Regions from separate parts of the Arabidopsis thaliana genome. Here region 2 is linked to region 1. A link is a contact called in public capture Hi-C data. All regions are on one chromosome and are shown on one strand. The core of a region is the stretch at or near the end of the contact, and the rest is flanking DNA. Distances in the headings are between cores, read along the strand shown. Region 1 holds the start of AT1G31040 (PLATZ transcription factor family protein). Region 2 holds the start of AT1G31710 (Copper amine oxidase family protein).

Region 1 (2,727 bases), core at 91-2,590:
GCACAAGAGAAGTTGAACAGAGAAGACAACAAATTTTAAAGGAACCAAGCAATTTGAAAAGAGAAAGAATTAATAAAAGATGAGAAAAAGATACATACTATATATAGAAACAAACCAAATCCACACAATAGACAATTCAAGTCCAATTACTATCATCACATAAATCCATGATACATATAAATCTATACACTGTACGGTTGGTTATACATACTCTACAATTCTCAACATAATTAGAGAAATGATCATATGTTTAGAGTAACTAAATCAAACATGTACAATTCAATCTTAGAGGAAAAACTATAGTTATGAGAAATTTAGAAAGATGGCTTAAGTAGATGAACATTATAAAGAAACATATTTTTGGGGAGAAGAAAAAGTTTATGATAATGAAAGGTCCATTAAAAAACAAAGTTCCAAAAGCTCTATGATTTGCATTTTTTTTTTTGTTAACAGGGAAAATCTTAAACCGAACTCCAGACTAGTCCCGGAATTGAGAATTTTCCGGGAAAATTACCAAGAAAAAAAAAATGGTTTATGGTTAAATTTAACAATTTGCTAACGTTTGTGAGTATATACATATTTCGCTACAATCCAAACATCTCTTATGAAAGAGAGAATTTTCTTAGAGAAATCATACGTACACAGTGATTCAGTGTAAGTACAGATTTCATCACAAAAATATAATTACAATTCACACACAAAAAAAAACATGGGTATTGAAATTGTCAAGGAATCAAATCGGTTACCTGAAGAAGAGGATGAGAGCGATGAGAAGGGAGACAGTGAGGACAAACACTGAGACAACAGAGTAAGCAAAAAACGTTCTTTTCACTTTTACGGCGAGTTTCGTGGATTCCACAGCTTGAGAAGAAAGTCTCCGCCATTAAACCTTCAAGCCATGCAGGTTTCGTTGCCATCATCATCATCATCTCTTCTTCTTCTTCACCTTCTCTAACCATTTCTGTGGATTTTTATGGTAATTAAAGAGTCACTCAATTTATTGAAGAAGAAGAACCCTAAGAGAGATTTTGATTGGGAGCTTAAATTTTGGAGAGTGTGTGTGTGTGTGTGAAGAAGAAGAGTGTGTAAATGTTTATATATAATATCTAATGTTATGTGTATGTGTATGTATGTATATAAATGGGTTTTTGTAATGTAGAGGAGGTTCCAGAATTATTGTCGCTACGTATAGAGAGAGAAAGTGTTGGTTGGGTGGGTGGGAGAAAGAGAGAGAGAGAATGTCTTTTATTGAGAAAACGAAATGTTCAAAGAAAGATCAAATCTATTTCTCCATTGGCGAAAGATCCAATTTTAAGAGAGAAGGTGTGTGACAAAATGTCATGGAGTATTAAAGATTTAGTCGTGATTTTTCCATTGGGCAAAACAAACCCAATTTGAAGTTTTTGATTACCTTTTGCATTGAACAAAAAGATTGGACTGAGATATTTCTTGAGGGGGTTTTATCTGTTTCTTTCTGTTAAGGAAAAAAGTTAAAATAAAATTAGAGATGTGTTGTGTAGTGTATATCTATTGATCTTTTGTTTGTGGTGCATTTAATTTCATTGAGGACAAGTGTCCCTGAAGATTAGTTTGTTTGGAGGGATCTCTAAGGTTAATTTACCTTTTCTGGATATGATGACTCATGTCTCCCTTCCTTCTACCTAACATAAAAAAGAAGATGTGATTTTTCTATTTAAAAAGATTTTTAAAATTTCATATTTTTGAAAAGTTTTACGTAGCTTTTATTTATAACATTTACTATCATTTATAGCATAATTACGTATATTATCACTCCTATATTTATATCTTGCGAAGGCATAGGTGTAGTTATGGTGTGATATTTATATCATATGACATTGGGAAGATATAATGGATTGATAATGATAAGAAAAGATATGGAGTGATAATTTTATCATAATAATTTTTGTAATGATAGTGATTATGTTTATACTTTATTCACACGGTATATTTGCATTTTACTAAATAAAACTCGTGACCAATTCGAAATCTATAGAAATTTGTTAATGTTAAAAACGTAGTTATTAGCATAGGAAAAATAATATACTTGGTGTCATTATGCTATGCACAGATTTAAATTTTATATTAGAAGAACAAACAAAGTTTAAAAGTGTGTAATGTTGCGTTATTAGATTATAGATTAAAAAGTTTATATAAGTTCTTAAAAATTATATCAACATTGCCACTCTCTATTTCTCTCTTTCAAAAAAGATATTAAAAAAAATCGTATTTTTGCTTTTATAATAGTACTTCAAGTTTGTAGTTTTTAATAATAATCTCCCATGCAATAAACTTAGTTAAGCCCAAATCAAATACATTATATGATGCAATTATCCTAAAATCAATCATATTGCTATCCAACTAAAGAAAACTAATTTAATTTGAAAGAATATTTATATTTAGACTTTGAAAAATCAATTTGTTCACTATAAAGACTCTTTTATTGAATAATTAATTTTAATGTACATAAAATACCATTTTGAAATGATAATACATTGTTATTGTAAAATATTTATCTACATTAATGTATAATAAAAGTGCATGGTATAAGAACATCCTCAATCGATGGCTCTTAGATTTTTTTCTTATATATAAAAATATTATTATTTTAATATAATTTAGTTATATAATTAAATTTTACTTTTAAAATAAAATTAAACCAATATATAGAAAACATGTGTTTCATATAACTTAAGTTACCGAATCTCT
Region 2 (2,809 bases), core at 275-2,774, 280 kb after region 1:
TGTAAAGGCCACTCTTCGAAGATGTTCATACCTTACATGGACCCGAGTGGTGATTGGAATTTCATTACCTACCTTGATTGAAGCTGTGATTAGTCTGCATGTCCCCTTAGATTATTTAGCAAGTGCAGTTTTTAATGGATGGAAAATTTATTATAGGTCAAGAGCAATGTGGGATATAGGTTTTGACCCTTATGCATAATTCGGCCCAAACAAAGATTGGCTGAGTTAACATGCTACTTACACAGGAATTTGGCCCAACTTAACAACACTCGTGTCCAGCGGAAAAACAGTTTGACCCACAATCTTGGTTCGGTCCGAAGAGAAGGGCAAAAAGTAACCATGTAAAAGGAGACAAAATGAACCCTATGTTAAGCTCATAGCCTATATATAAGTAGCCAAAAATATTATTTGTAACAATATCAGACCATAAGTACCGAAAGAATTAAAGAGAGAATTGCTGCCTAGCCTAGACTATAGTTTTTTTTTTTTTTTCCGGTACTGCATGTTGTTTTGCTGATCGGTAGATTTTTTTTTTTTACTCTTTTCGGTTATTCAATTCCAACTTAAACCAGATCCCATTGAACAAACACAAGAGTAAACCGAAATCTCCAAAAAGGGATTATAACCCGGAATTGCACAAGAGGAAAAATATGGAATCACTATACTGTACATTTAACCTCCTCGGCTCTGGTCAACAAAATGAACCATATACCGGCCCAGTAGATTCGGCCCACACAGATACATGTTTTCATTTACTCCAAAGTTCAAAGGCAACCCGCACCAATACATATGTATTGATGCATTGTGCATGTATAATATCCCAAATTTTACTCCAAAGCAACATACATTTTGTCAAACATAAATCACTTCTATTATATTTGCATCAATAGAGCAAGACTTATAGTTTAGTAATTTGTATAGCAACGTCGTTTAGACACACGGAAATATCGAACTGGTAGCAAGAGAAGATATCATTTGAGATTTCGTAGATTATGTGTTAGGTAGGTAGGGTAAGACATAAGTCAAAGAACTACCATATCATATTATATGTGTAAGTTCGTGTAGTGAATTATGGCCCAAGTGAATTATTACATATAGCTATGCTTGTCCAGAGAAAATTAAAACAGTATATAACATGGGTCTACATGTCCAAAGAAAATTATTACTGTATATAATATGGCTCTTTTCTCCATAACAAACTATTACAGATTAAACTATATCACCATACGTTATATCCCTCTGATACTAATAGTTTGATGTTTTGTGGTTTTCACACATATTAAGAATTCAATCATTGTTTAATCAATTTAACTTTGTTTTTCATGTTAAATATTTTTAGTAATTATCAACCAGTAGTTGTGTAAGAAAGTTCATGATTTCTAATAATTGTATCTTGAAGTTTACAATTTACAAATATAAATCAATAAAAATAAAGAAAAATAGAAGAAAATCAATCTTTGTAGAACAAAGGAAATATAAATATTAGTTTCCTAATTATTCTTTTCGTCGAATGGTTTAATAGAGGTCGCTTCTTTGATTTCTACTTAAACGTCTATTTCTCACGTGCAAAAAGAATATATATTAATTTAATACCATCAAGGCATTTTTTTGCCTATAAAAATTTGAAGTTAAACATAAACCAAATCCATTAAAGCAAACAATAATACCTCACAAAGAACAATATGGCTCCACTTCACTTCACCATTCTCATCCTTTTCTCTTTCGTTATCGTAGTCTCATCCTCAAGCTTTACTCCACCGCGTCACCCATTTGATCCCTTAACCGAGACCGAACTCAAACTCGTCCGAACCATCATCAACAAGTCGTACCCCGTTGGTCCGAATCATAAGTTCACTTTCCAATACGTTGGTCTCAACGAACCCAACAAGTCTCTAGTCTTGTCTTGGTACTCATCACCGAATCATACCATCAAACCACCACCACGCCAAGCGTTCGTCATTGCTCGAGACAACGGAAAGACCAGAGAGATAGTCCTTGACTTTTCCTCTCGTGCCATCGTCTCGGACAAAATTCACGTAGGAAATGGTTACCCTATGCTCTCAAACGACGAGCAAGAAGCATCCACCGAGCTTGTTGTCAAGTTCAAGCCGTTTATTGACTCGGTCGCGAAACGTGGCTTAAACGTTTCGGAGATCGTGTTCACGACGTCAACGATTGGATGGTACGGTGAGACTAAGGCCGAGGCGGAGCGAGTTATTAGATTGATGCCGTTTTATCTTGACGGCACCGTTAATATGTATCTTAGACCTATTGAAGGAATGACGATAATCGTTAATCTTGATGAGATGAAGGTATCGGAGTTTAAGGACAGGTCAGTGGTTACTATGCCCATAGCTAACGGAACGGAGTACCGTATCTCGAAGCTTAACCCACCCTTTGGACCGACGCTTCATAACGCCGTCCTTTTGCAGCCGGATGGTCCGGGCTTCAAGGTCGATGGACACATCGTGAGGTAAATGATTAACAAACCCAAAAAATGACTAATATTTATGGCTATATCTCTTCCTTTGGCTCCATACGAATTATAGATCAGATTTTGCAGACAACATGCTATGCATGCTATATATGGAAATTATATTTTTAAAGTTTATCAGTGGCAAATAGCCAAATGGCATTTTTTCCTTTGGCTCCTTACGCATTATAGATCAGATTTTGCAGACAGCAATTATGCATGCTATATATAGAAATTATATTTTAAAAGTTTGTCAGTGCAAATGGCCGAATAGTAGTAACAGTGGTTTGTGTCTTTGTGAGGTAAAATGATTAACAATTATAGGTTGCTAAAGTA

The links. Capture Hi-C pulls out chosen DNA fragments and counts their contacts.
Region 2: a contact with region 1 is called in a capture Hi-C map of seedling, with 4 times the contacts expected there. A contact is called at or near these places in 2 of 26 Hi-C or Micro-C datasets (root and seed embryo) and 1 of 3 other capture datasets (seedling).

The regions. Positions count from the first base shown.
Region 1 is chr1:11,071,224-11,073,950 of TAIR10.1, forward strand. It overlaps AT1G31040 (PLATZ transcription factor family protein), which reads right to left and starts at 1,341. Exons shown (of 4, transcript NM_102842.3): 1 at 747-1,341. The coding sequence starts at 959.
Region 2 is chr1:11,348,173-11,350,981 of TAIR10.1, forward strand. AT1G31710 (Copper amine oxidase family protein) reads left to right here and starts at 1,525. Exons shown (of 5, transcript NM_102906.4): 1 at 1,525-2,473. The coding sequence starts at 1,683.